Linked DNA regions of Ovis aries: region 1 is linked to region 2. The links are chromatin contacts, called in public Hi-C maps. All regions are on one chromosome and are shown on one strand. The core of a region is the stretch at or near the end of the contact, and the rest is flanking DNA. Distances in the headings are between cores, read along the strand shown.

Evidence for each region. A called contact is a pair of places that touch in the nucleus more often than the background predicts.
Region 1: a Hi-C map of liver shows a contact between it and region 2, with 8 times the contacts expected there. The contact joins two enhancer-like sites. A contact is called at or near these places in 9 of 16 Hi-C or Micro-C datasets (blood, hypothalamus, liver and 4 more).

Annotation. Positions count from the first base shown.
Region 1 is chr22:34,548,962-34,556,222 of ARS-UI_Ramb_v3.0, forward strand. It overlaps ABLIM1 (actin binding LIM protein 1), which reads right to left. Exons shown (of 19, transcript XM_060404731.1): 6 at 6,056-6,149. Among named protein-coding and RNA genes, the nearest start is that of AFAP1L2, 100 kb to the left of the region's middle. Within about 2 kb of position 5,275, at least 6 of the 54 cell types and tissues checked have an H3K27ac peak or open chromatin away from gene starts, as enhancers often do.
Region 2 is chr22:34,485,567-34,492,285 of ARS-UI_Ramb_v3.0, forward strand. It overlaps ABLIM1 (actin binding LIM protein 1), which reads right to left. Exons shown (of 19, transcript XM_060404731.1): 9 at 3,858-3,935; 10 at 2,686-2,841; 11 at 101-136. Among named protein-coding and RNA genes, the nearest start is that of AFAP1L2, 40 kb to the left of the region's middle. Within about 2 kb of position 2,520, at least 6 of the 54 cell types and tissues checked have an H3K27ac peak or open chromatin away from gene starts, as enhancers often do.

The DNA.
Region 1 (7,261 bases), core at 4,025-6,524, 66 kb after region 2:
CAGTGTTCATAGCAGCACCATTTACAATAGCCAGGACAGGGAAGTAACCTAAATATCCATCAACAGAGGAATGGGCAAAGGAGATGTCTTACATGTATACAATGGAATATTACTCAGCCATTACAAAGGACTCAAATAGGGTGATTTGTGGAGACATGGATAGACCTAGAGTCTGTCATACAGCGTAAAATAAGTCAGAAAGAGAAAAACAAATATCATATTAATGCACATATATGGAATCTAGAAAAACGGTACTGATGAACCTATCTGCAGGGCAGGAACAGAGACACAGACATAGATAATGGACTCGTGGATACGGTGGGGGACAGAGACGGTGTGATGAATTGAGAGAGTAGCATTGTCATATACACACGACCACGTGCAGGACAGACAGTCCGTGGGAAGCTGCTGTGCAGCACAGGGCGCCATAGTGCTCAGTGCTCTGATGACCTAGAGGGGTACAAGCAGGAGGTGGGAGGGAGGCTCAGGACGGAGCAGATACGTGTAAACATATAGCTGATGCACGTTGTTGTACAGCAGAAACTGACATAACGTTGTAAAACAATTACATTCCAAAGAAAAACCAGTAACAGAGGGAGACAGAATTTCAGAACAGGAGGGGGAAGGGGCAGCCATGGGACAGGTCCTCTTCCTTCACCTTCCACACTTCTATGTCCGGAAGTCCTTTTACCTATATATGAAAATGGTCTCAAAGAGGCTAAATGACTTGTCCCAGATTCCTCAGGAGTTACTGACATAGCTGAGCCTGGAGCTCCTTGATCACTGTTCTGGGACCTTTTCTCCTTCTTAAAGCTCCTTCAGGTGTCTGGTGGCATCTTGGATGAAACGCGTCCAGAGAAGGGATCTCAGGACATCTCTGATGCTCAGTGAGGGTTCCATTAAAACCACATCAGAGCTTCAGCCCTCACTGGGACGAGACTTGTGTCAGTTTCCATGATGACTGAAATGGTGCCCCCCTCCCTCCCCCCAAAGATATATCCACACAAAATCTCTGGAACCTTGGCATTCTGAGAAAAGGGGCTTTGCAGATGTAATTAAGCTAAGGATCCGGGGATGAAGGAATCACCTTGGAAGATCCTATGTGTGTGAAGTCTCTTCAGTCGTGTCTGACTCTTTGTGACCCTATGGACTATAGCCCGCCAGGCTCCTCTGCCCACGGAACTCTCCAGGCAAGAATAAGGAGTGGGTTGCCATGCCCTCCTCCAGGGGATCCTCCCGACCCAGGGATCAAACCCGCATCTCCTACGTCTCCTGCATTGGCAGATGGGTTCTTTATCACCAGTGCCACCTGGGATGCTGATGAACCTTAAAGCTAATGACAAGGGACCTTCTAAGAGGAAGGCAGAGGAGGTTTGACACAGAGTGAAGAGAGGGCACAGGGGGGGAAGGCTCTGTGCAGACCAAGGCAGAGGTCAGGGTTATGTAGCCACAGCCACCAGAGTCTGGAAGAGGCAAAGAAAGATCCTCCCCTAGAGCCTTGGAAGGGAGCCCTGCCAACACTTCAGTTGTGGACTTCTGGCCCCAGAACTGAGACAGAAAGTTTCTGTGGTTCTAAGCCACCACCGTTACAGAAGACACAGGGAACTCACAATACATTCACAATCTCTACGGGTAAAATCGATCAGAAACAACAGCAACAACAAAACCAAACATCACAGACTGGAAAGGCAAAATGCGGTATGTCCACACAATGGAATATTATTCAGCCTAAAAAAGGAAGAAGAAATTGTCAAACACCACCACATGGATGAAACTTGCGGACATCATACGAAGTAAAAAAGTGAGAGTGAAAAGTGAAAGTCTCTCAGTCGTGTCCGACTCTTTGCGACCCCCATGGACTATACAGTCCATGGAATTCTCCAGGCCAGAATACTGGAGTGGGTAGCTGTTCCCTTCTCCAGGAGATCTTCCCAACCCAGGGATCGAACCCAGGTCTCCCACATTTGCAGGTGGATTCTTTACCAGCTGAGCCACCAGGGAAGCCCAAGTGCAAAACAGCCATCGCAAAATCAAACGAAACGAACAAACAAGACCCCACAAATACTGTATGATTCCATTTACATGAGATACTCAGAGTAGTCGAATTCATAGAGACAAAGTGGAACGGTCACTGCCAAGTGCTGTGGGGAGAGGGGGATGGGCAGTTACTGTTTAATAAGCACAGACTTCAGTTTCATAAGACATGAAGGGCTACGGAGCTGGATGCTGGTGACGGTTTCACAGCATCATAAGTCTGTGTAATACACGGACCTGTACTCTGAAGCATGGTTCAGATGTTACATTTTATGTTACGTGGTGTGTGCTCAGGTGTGTCCAACTCTCTGCGACTCCATGGACTTCAGTCCACCAGGCTCCTCTGCATGGGATTCTGCAGGCAAGAATACTGGAGTGGGTTGCCATTTCCTGCTCCTGGTATATTATGTGGATTTCACTATAATTTTAAAAATGGGGAATACCCAAACCAAAACCAGGATTATAGTATTTACAACAAATCAGACCCATCCTGCTGCACCTACGGTGGATCAGAGAATAAAGGTGGAGGGAGGAGCTCAGGGTTTTCTGCTGGGAGCTGGGCCAGGCCGACTCACGAGCTGTCACATGTCAGCGTGCTCACAGCGCAGGACGATTTTCTAGATCACACACCCATCTGACAGGGACAGCACGCCCACTGGGTGGGTCTTGACTCTGCACGGAACCCCGCTGCAAACTGCTCCCAGAAGCCCCACCTCTGTGGGTCTGTGTGGAAAGGGTGCAAGGTCTCACCCCCACCATTGGCCCTCATGGAGGCCTGAAGCCAACGTGGTAAGGGGCCCTTACAGCCCCTACCAGCATCAAAGTACTCGGCCTCCAGGGAAAAAGCAGAGCGAGCAGATGTGTCTTCAACACGGCACATTCTTGGATCCAGTTTTCTTTTAGAGATTCCTTCCCACAGCAGTTGGACTAAATCTGAAGGTAATCAACACCCCACCCTCCTCAGTCCTTTTGTCTCCCCAACTCTTTTTTTGGGGGGGCCCACAGTCCCACATGTGGCCTGAGGAGAGAGCTGCCTCCATCCATGCTGTCTACAAATGTGGGGGCTCCAAGCTGGGGGCGGCATTCACTGTCTTCCTGTCCCTTTAGCTATAGCCAAACATCTGGGAAATAGTTCTAGTGTTTTATTTATTTGTTACTGAATTAGGATCCACATACAATATTATATTTGTTTCAGGAGTACAGCAGAGTGATTTGGTTTTTTCATGCATGGATTACTCCAGTAAGTCTAAACCCCATCCTCCTGCTGTTTTAAAATGAAATTTCCTAACTGCTCCCACCTCAACAGGTTTATCTCAGTCCCATGTAGCAGATCAAACTTGGGAAGCTCAAAGGAAATGCTGTTGAGTCTCTCGCAGGGCTCCTTGCTCTGTGGAGGGACGAGGGGCAGATTGAGAGGACAGACAAGGACCACTGCACTTGTCGGGGGATGAGATGGCTGGATTTCAAGCGACACTCTGGACGCGTCACATCCATCTTCTCCAATAGCTTTCCTAAGGATGTGCATGACCTTGGGCCCCAAACCCAGCCTTGAAGTATCCTTGGACTCGCAATAAAAGCCTTATTGGAAGGGCCATGAGAAATCCCCCTTACCCCAACTGTGTGTGGGTGGTGGGGGTCCACTTCTCAGGTGTCACTCCAGCCAGCGGCACCACTGTTTGCTGTCCAAAGCTCTCCTCTACCTGCCCTCCCTGTCTGCCCCCCGACTCCATTTACATCCATTATTGAGGTGAAATTCACATAACATCAGATACACCATTTTAAAGGGAACAACTCCATGACATCTAGGATATTCACAAGGTTTTGCAACCACTTCCTCTACCTCTGAAGCAGATTCATCACCCTAAGTGGGAACCAATAATCAGTTACTCCCCACTCTCTCCCTGCCCTCAAGTCCAGGTAACTGCTTTCTCTATGGATCCATCTAGTCCATATATTTCATGTAAATAGAATCACATAGTATGCAGTCTTCTGTGACCGCTTCTACCACTTGGCATAATGTTTTCAAGGTACATGCATGCTGTAGCACATGTCAGAATTCCTTCCTAAGGCTGAGGGACAGGCTACTGTCTCTAAATACTACGCTGTGTTTATCCATCCATCCATGTACTCGTGGGTTGCTTTCCCTTCTGCCTGGTGTGAGCAGAGCTGCTGTGAACAGGGGGGCACACTCATTTGAGGACTCCCTCCCATTCTTCACACTGCAGTCTGATCCTATCACGTGATGTTCCAGCTACAATCACTTCAATACTTCCCACCATCCTCAAGGTAAAGCCAAACTCCTGACTGATTTCTGAGGTCCTCACACTCAGGCCCCTCCCTTCCTCCAGCATCCTCTCTCTCACCCACAGTCCTGCCCAAATGACTTGGTTTCTTGGGTATGCTGTACTTGTCCTTGCTGCTGAGCCTCTGCCACTGCAGTTTGCTCTTCCCGAAACACTGTTCCTCTGGGTCAGGAAGTGCACTGACGACCTGCATCTCAAATCTAATTAGCTGGACTAGGTCCAGCACAGAGCCAGCACTGCCCCCTGTCCTGTATTTCATGGACAGGAAGGCATCACGGGGCTTGCTGTGGGATTAGGAAGACTACACCCACAGAAGATGCCCAGGGACACCTCAGGGGCCACTCAGATTCATGTCCTGGGTCCCTGGACCACACCCTGCTGGGAAATTTGAATGTGGTGATGTGGATATAGTGACCTGGTGTCTACAGAAGCAATGTGACAAGTTGCCCGGTCATGTTCCCAGGACCCTATTGGGCGTCCTGACCCACCTCTGCTCAGCACACATCCTCACCCTGAGACTTGGGGTGGGTGTGAGGCAACATTGTCTGTGTGTGTGTGTGTGCACTCAGCGGTGTCCAGCTCTTTGTGACCCTGTGGACTGTAGCCCTCCAGGCTCCTCTGTCCATAGAATTCTCTAGGTAAGAATACTGGAGTGGGTTGCCATTTCCTCCTGCAGGGGATCTTCCTGACCCAGGGGTCGAACCCAGGTCTCTTGTATCTCCTGCACTAGCAGGCGGATTCTTTACCACTGACCCACCTGGGAAGCTACCTGGGAAGCCCTTACTTTTCCCATCAGAGTGGGTTAATATCTCGCAGGCTTGTGGGCAGGCGGGAGTGACTCTCTGACCTCTGGCCCCAAGTCTACTGATGGCGCCAGCTCAGGAGCTCAGTTCCGCCCAGAGGCAGAAGCTGGTGGGGCAACTGCTGAGAAAGCAGGAACCAAGCTTCCCAGTGCGAGGCAGTCACACCTGAACTTGACAGGCTTCTGTCAGCCTGGGCCACAGGACGTTCTGGGTCAAACAGGATGTGGTTTTCTAAGGGTGAGGAAGCCTACACCCTCACCTCTAACGACTTTCTTCTCTTAACTACCGTTCAGAGCCTCTGTTCGCTGAGTCTGTACGCTCCCATGTGTACACACGTGAGCACACAGATATGTGCACACACAGATTGCGGGCCCATATTGTAGCTCAGTTGGTAAAGAATCTCCTGCAGTGCAGGAAACCCGGGTTCGAGCCCTGGGTTGGGAAGATCCCTGGAGAAGGAAATGGCAACCCACTCCAGTATCCTTGCCTGGAAAATCTCACGGACAGAGGAGCCTGGTGGGCTGCAGTCCATGGCGTTGCAAAGAGTCGGGCACGACTGAGCAACTAACACTTACTCACTCACTTATACACACATTTGTACACACAGACACACGTGGCTCGAACACAGTCTTCATTTCCTCTTTTCTAACTTCTAAACAAAAGAACAGTTTAATATAACCGTTCCTCCTACATAATTCCTCTAGACTCTTCTTCATTCTTTTTTGCCCTCATGTCCTCTATCCTTCCGGTGTCCAGCATGAAGTAGACACTGCCTGAGAAGACAGTGTTACACAGCCATTCTCTACTTTCTTTCCTCTGCACGTGAGAAAAAGATGGAAAAAGAGACCCTTGTGTGTTTCCAAGAGCCTTGAGGACCATGACGGTGGTTCTGAGGGGCGCCCGTGTGTCACTTACCTCCAGGACTTTCCCTGTGATGAACTGGTGGCAGGCTTCACATTTTACCCCGAAGAGCCCCTGGTAGTCCTTTTCACAATATGGAGCACCATCCCTGCAGGACAAAGACAGCTCAGCTTCCGAGGGCAGGAAAGACGCCCAGACCCCATCTCTCTCCGCCCAGTTGCACAGAAGCCGAGCAGAAGTTATTTCTCGCTCAACTACCATTCACATGCCTGGAGGAGCCCTGGTGGGGGAGGGTCAAAACCCACAAGAGCAAACTCTCCAGCGAGAGTGCTGAGGTCCTCCAGGCCACACAGGAGTAACAGCCAAACGGCTGTCGCTGCGCATTCCTTGACTGCCTCAGACCTCGCTAGCAAAAACCAAGGCGTCCCTCTCTTGCAGCACCAGGCCTGGCAGGCTTCAGCTGTAGTCCCATGCTCCTCTTCCTTGTCTCCTCCCCGACACCTCCTTGATTCACACACCAGAGCCTCCTAAGAGCGCAGAGACGCCTTCTCCTTGGCCCTGAGGGAGCCTGGGGGCCCAGGGCCTCTCAACCATCCTCCTGAAACTGCCTTCATTTACCTGTTGCATGCGTGTTAAGTTGCTTCAGTGGTGTCCAACTCTTTGCGACCCTATGGACTGAGGCCCACCAGGCTCCTCTGTCCATGGGATTCTCCAGGCAAGAATACTGGAGTGGGTTGCCATGCCCTTCTCCAGGGGATCATCCCCACCCAGGGATCGAACCTGCATCTCTTATGTCTCCTGCATTCGCAGGCGGGTTCTTTACCACTAGCACTACCTGGGAAGCCCCTCATTTACCTCATGACACAGTTAAAATATCATGTTCTAGGTGTGCCATTGCATGGGAGAGTTAAAACGTCTCCAGACAGCCCAGTTACCTAGCTCTGCACAGGCGTCAGTGTTAAAGGCGGAGCAGTTCTCTTTGGCTGTGCCTCAGAATCACCTGTGTAGTTTCTGCATCCCGAATACCAGGGTTTGCTTTACCCCAGATCTGGAGAATTAGATTTCTAGGGGGTGGGGCCCAAGCTACTTATTTAGTCTCACTGTGTATATTCATACATTAAATTCATTAAAAAATTTTTTAATAGATGCTGGTTGGAGAACATTTTTTAAAGTGGATAGGGGAAAATTTTCCCTTACTGCCTCTAGGCCCTCCCCCCACCCCATGCTCATTCTTTCCTCAATTTAAAAGGTAACCACTGT
Region 2 (6,719 bases), core at 1,270-3,769:
TTTCTGTTCATTTAATGTCCTTTTGCAAAAATGTGAGTCTAGGAAAGGTCCAAGTAATTCTGCAATTCCACCCATTTAAATTTTCAAAAATGGCACTTACTTCCGTTGATGGAGTAGGAGAGAGAGTCCTTGGAGACTGGAAGAATAAAAGAGAAAGTCACATGTTAACTCGCTTTAATTAGAGTTGCTTATCAGAATCATCTGGAAACGTTATTCAAACCACACATGCCAGCACCCTTGCCTGTCCTCCATCTTCTGACTCAGAAGATGAGAGTGGGGCTCAGACAGGTACACAGTGACAAAGCCCTTGGGGGGCTGGGGCGCATGTGTCTGCCTGATAACCACAGGTTTTGACAAATATGCTGTAATGCTTCTAGGCAATTAAGTTAGAGAAATTGGAACTATTTCCTCTCTATATTCATGGTTTACCACCATGAGTTACAGTGTCTACTGAGACAGAATTTGGTAAGCACAGTTGCTGACTAAGTTATAACCACAGTAAGTAATCACGTAATATGTTATGGTGACTGCCTCGGTGGCATCTTCCCCAGGAGGCCTTGTCGACCTCATCACCATTCACCTTCTGGCTTCCATCTTTCTAGGATTCCTCGAGGCAGCCAGCAGGCCAAGCACTCTCTCACCTCAGGGCCTTTGCACTTGCTGTGTCCTCTGCCAGCAGTGCTCTCCACTCGGACACCTGCAGGGCTCACTCCCCGTCTTCAGTGAGGCCTCTGCTCAAATGCATTACCACCCAGTACCTTCTGTGATCCTCCCACTTAAAGCAGCAACCCAGCACCCCCCAACCCCCGTGTACTTTCTCCTTACTCTGCTTCATTTTCCGTCAAAGCAATATCACCCTGTAATGTTATGTTCTGTATCTGTCTGTCTATTATATGTCTCCCACTTTCCACTGCAAGCTCCATGAGGGCAAGAAATCCATTCATTTACAACTAAGTGTTCCCAGCGACTGGAGCAGCTCCTGGCACATATTAGGTACCCAATGAATATTTCCTAAATGAATGAATGAAATGTTCACAATTAAAAATGCAAAAAAGCTTTCAAATAGAAATGAAATGCAAATGAAGTGTTCTGAAGAACACGGCCAGTGGCGGATTTCTCAGTTTCAAAATTTGCCCTTCTTTCCCAAGTGTACAAGAAGTTGCTAGCCATCTGTACTCCAGACTTCCTCGAGCCCCATGGTCTGGTCTGATCTGCTTTCTGGAGGCACAGATGGCTACACAGAACTTCAAGCTTACTTCTCCAGTGTTTCTAAAATGGCAGTATATGGATTCTATGGAAGTGCTAATGATTGAAAGGATAACGAAACAGCTTGCAAACTCTTCTAAACTGCAAGCTTCATGGGTTGGAGACGAGTTCATGAACACATCTGATTTCTGATGGGAAGGCATCCACCTAGTCCAGACTCTATGCTCAGAGAAACCAGTAGGCCATCAGTCTAGGTTATTGTTGAGTACTTATTATGTGCCAGAATCTAAATATTTCACTTAATCCTTACAGAAAACCTCTACGGTAGGTGTCCCTATTATCTTGAGTCTACAGATAACGAGATGGAAATATGCAATTTTCCCAAAGTCATATGGAGAGTAAATATCAGAGTCTGGTTCCAAACACAAAAATGTTCACTTCAAAGCTCAAACATCTGGGCCCATAACACCATAAAGCAACTCGCCTCCCTTGCTTGTAAGGCTTGAACATTAGGCAATTCTCATTCACTTCCTATAGGACCAGCTTCTATGCACTCTGTTCAGGAACCTTCCTTTGCCCCTTATCCTCTGTGAAACTCTGCCCCGCAAAGGCAACTGAACCTCCCAAGCCAATCGATCAATCAACCTGCACGTTAAAGGCTGCAGATGCAGTTACAGGAATGTGACCACTAGGTGGCACTACATGAAAACAGACACCACTTCCCACCCTAGGGATCATTTCACCCAGGAGCTATGCTCTGGAAAACAAAACCAGATTAGAAAAATTAAAAAAAATTAAAGATAGATATATATATGTAAATATATACACACCAATGTACGTATATACATAGATTCTGTCATTATCTGCTTTACAGACAAGTTAGGATTATAAAGGGTGTCTCACGGTCAAAGTCACATAACGAATGAGTGGAGTCCCTGGGTTAAGCCCAGGTAACTTGATTCCAGAAGCCCATCTCAATACCACTGTGCTGCACTGCGACCCTATGCATTCTTTTCTTGCCTATACCAATTATCTTACGATGCTGGAAGACACAGTTGTCAAAATTTAGGGGATGTGCTCTCTCTCCTCACGAGCCCCATGAATGTATTTCAGCTCGCCCCAAGGCTCCCCCCTCACCCCAGAGGACCCTTCCCCCCAAAGCCTCTGCTCACAGACTGTCCCCAGTTTCGGCTCCCTTCCCAGCAAGTCAGCTCCTCTTCCCTCCGGCTTGGTCCTGATACTCACTCCTCCTGCTCTGTTGTTGGCTATGGTTGGTCTGCTTGCCACCTCTCCACCCCTCCCACGGGGAGGGGATGGTGCAATAGGCTGCTGACTGCCTGAAGCACCTGCTACAGAAGCCTGCAAACAGTGAGCAATGAGGAGGACTCTCTGACTCATCTTGATCCCAATCAGTAGTTTTTATACAGGTGGCAAAAGAGAAAGAAGTTGTGCCAGTCACAGCCTCCGGGAATTTATTACCTCTCCCAGGCTCTGCTTCTCCTGTTTGTCATCATAGCCCGAAGAGTAGAAAGGCTCATAGGTGATGAGATCTGGACGTTCAATGTCATAAATTGCCTTGACCTTGGGAATGGCTGCTAAATCCTTGTAATCCAGGATTTCATTGTCCACTTTTGCCTGCCAAAGTTAAACAGAAAGAAAAATCATTCTGCCATCTTATGTTTGAGGAACTGTGGTTCGTGCGTCTCACGTCTTATTTAAAGAGTTAAAATCTTAAAAATAAACAAATCCCAAAATACTTTGCTCAGCATGGTCACTGTTTATAAAGCTGCCTGTTTAAGACTCACAGACATGGAGAACAGAATTGTGATTGCCTAGAGGGAGGGAGATTGGGGTGGGAAGAATTAGGAGTTTGAGACTAACAGATGCAAAATTTCTTAAGTAGAATGGATAAACAAGAGTCTTACTGTACGGTATAGGAAACTATATTCAATATCCTGTGAAATAATGGCAGAGAATATGAAAAGTAATATGTGCACATATGTATAACTAAATTATTTTACTATACAGTGGAAATAGATATAATATTGTACATCAACTATATGTTAATAAATTTAAAAAATAAAGTTTCCCGTTTATACCAGATATTCATGTTTTCAAAAAAAAGTCACCAAAAGCTTGGGAAAAAGTCTAAGTAGAATTCATCAAATAGAGAAGAATGCAAACCTTCAGGATTTCCTAAATTATGACAGAGAAGAGAAAGCTCAAACAGATGGTCAAAAAATCCTCCCAGATGGCTAAAAACAAGAACTGCATATTTAATAAACTAAATATTTAAAGACCTTTGTGGAAGAATTTAAGGACACTCAGTACTGGAATTATAAAACATATAATTAATCTCCAAAAATCTATATGCAAGTTAGGTACAATAATTTTTCAAGTCCTGTATCACATTACTGCATTTTATAGCGTTATCTACTCAGTCACTCTATACTGATGGTCACATCCATAGAAACATTCGATCGTCTGGAGGAAAATGGGATTGAGACGGCTGATCTACAAGAATGAAAATTGGATCTCGTAACAGAAATAGAAAGCATTTTGAATTATTCCCTTTCAGACTATCCAGTCCACACTTACCATCTGCTACCTTACCTGGCCTGGAAGTATCTCTTCCAGAAGCGGATACTTACATAGATAGTATGGCCCGGAGATCCAGGGATGCTGGAGCCTGGTCGAGAGTAAATGCTTTCGGAGGAAGTCCTGGTAGGCTGTAAAAGAAAGAGTGACATGTAAGAGTTCAGACTGTGGCTTCCTAATCACGACTGGCTGAAGTCCCTACACTTGCCTAAAGACTTAAGCTGACTAAAAAGAGAAAGACTTGTAACTGTTCTGAATAAGGGAAAACATAACCAAGGAAGAAAGGTCAATGAGAGCGAACTGTGCCGTCAGCCTTGAAAGTGCACTTGGGGGCTTCTTTTTTCTCCTTGTCCCCAACAACACCATCGAGCACATTTCATCTCCACGGCCACCATCCTAGCACCATGCAGTCACCACCCATGCTCGCCTGGACTCCGGCCACGGCCTCACCTCCAAATCCACTAGGCACCACAGAGATCTGTGAAGAATACAGTCTGAACGGTTACTACCCTTCTTCTGGAGTCAGCATCTGCAAAGAACGGAGTCACCGCTCCCAGGGCCTCGGGATCTCGGCCCTGCCTGCCTTTCCTGTGTCTCTCACTGCCCACCGTCACTCACGGGACAGGAACATGTCACTGCCCCAGGACTCTTATCCTTGCTGCTTCCTCGACCTGAGAAGCGTGCCCTTATCCCCCGTTCCACTTGTGCTTTTCTTCCTCCTTCAGTCTTGGCTTAAATATCACCTTCTCAAAGAAGCCTTGCCTGTTCTCTTCCTCCGGAGTCGGTGATCTTGCTGTTTCCTCTCATGGCATTAATCCTGTTTTCTCCTTCATGAATGAAATGAATAATGCCGTACTTGTTGGTTTCACCATCATGTCAATCTCGCTCATTACCTTTAGTTATGACCTCTGCCCTCAGAGGGCTTCTTTTCTTACCACTGTACGTGCCCACCGTTTTGCACAGATACAGAGTAGGCATAAATATTTGTTGGGGGAATCAGAATTTATTATTTGCAAACAACTACTCAGTTTGTGGACACTTGACTCATGTTAATTACATGATTTGAGCTTAACTACATGGAAGGTCACTGAGTTAAGGTCCGTGGTCAGCCACCAGGGAAAGTATAAAGAGGACTTTGTAACACAGACTTAGAGAACCCTGAGAGGGAGGGATGGTGACAGAAAAGGGGGGAAAATGCATGAACTGGGATTAACGGCCCCCCACCCCTGCTTGGTATGTTCTGGAAAGCTCTGCAAAGACACCAAAGGCCTGCTCTTGGAAGGCTTCTCCCTTCCATGCAGCTATTTCTTGGAGAGGATGATTTATAGATCTGTTAGGAATACTGTTTCTGCTGATAGTTCGGTATCCTGATGTGAATATAACTGAGTCCCTACAATCCCCTCTAAAAACGAGGATATTTTATCACTATGGACCTCACATCTGAAACAAGGAAAGCAAGCCTGCCTGGTCACCTTGAGGCAGGCAGTGCTTGGACCTGCTTTGACAGTAAGAATCCACTGGAGGGGTAGGATCAGTCATTCTCACCAGGGTCCCTGACATCTCTGAGACAAAAGGGTGGCAGGGGGTGGAGAAAGTGGGCAGGGCACAGTGGAGGTGAGCCAAGCTCGACCCTTCTGGCCCTCCCTCCTTGTACAAGCACTTTCCTCCTCGAGTGACAATTTTCCAATCACAGGAGTATCTCAAGATGATAGAATCCCCACATCTGAATATGTTACAAAAGAAAGGATTCACATAATAACAGCACTCCCAAAATCCAACTCCTGGATCAATTTGCCAATCAAAACATACAAAGGACACCACCAAAGTGCAGCCTTCCTATAAAAAGAGATGCAACCGCTTCAGAGAGCTGAGCCAGTAACCCTCTCTGTGGGATAACTGGGCTTCCCGGAGGCTCAGTGGTAAAGAAACTGCCTGCAATGCAAGGGACTCAGGTTCAATCCCTGGGTTGGGAAGATCCCCTGGAGAAGAAAACAGCAACCCACTCCAGTATTCTTGCCTGGAGAATTCCATGGACAGAGAAGGCAATTATTCACTACAGGCAGTCCTTCAGCTCCAAGTTGCCAGGATCGAACATTGGCCAAACTCAATACAGTAATGAAGCCTCTTAGGCAACAACATGAGGTTAGCAGTATTGAACATTTCTTCCCCACTTACTCTGTGGCAGGCCCTGTGCTGAGCACTCCCCAGGTATGCTCTCATTTAATCTTCTCAATAACCCCAGGAAGGAGATTCTGCTAACATCTGCTAATATTCTGCTAACATTTATGCCTTTTTCTAAATGACGGGAAAGTCGCACAGGTGGGCAAGGGTCAGGATTTGAAACTAGATGCTTTAAAGGCAGAGCTTGAGCTCTTAATCCCCGCGCTAAATTTTCTGCCCACATTGGAGGGCAAGTGTAGCCATTTACTTTTCATCACCATGGCTTTGGGTCAAATGAGGTGAAAGTAAAAGAAAAATATGGAGATGAACTAGCAGGAGAGAGTGCATGCTAACTGAAAATGTTTTGACTGCCACTTAGAAGCTTCTAAGAAGCCTGTAATAGTTCGCTGTTGGGCTGGGGTGGGAGAGGGTGTTCCCCAAGAGAGTCAGATGTTTGGGATTGCTGGTGTTGCTATGACAATGGCTTGTTTTCATTAACAAGCCATGAGGACGCTGTATGAATAGCCAAAGTGCTCGCTGAGCTTTGGGGTCTCTCCCACGTTCCTCGTCCTTATTTCTGCCAAAATGTGGGTCAGGTACCCTTTGTGTGTCTCCTGTAACAACGGACCTGGGGGTGGCTCTGAAGTGTTTCATTCTCTGATGTACTGTGATAGGACTGCAGCTGGGGAAGAAGGCGCATAGGGATCAGGAAAGGGCCCTGAGCGTTCCCTTCCAGAGATGGAGAAATACTCGGC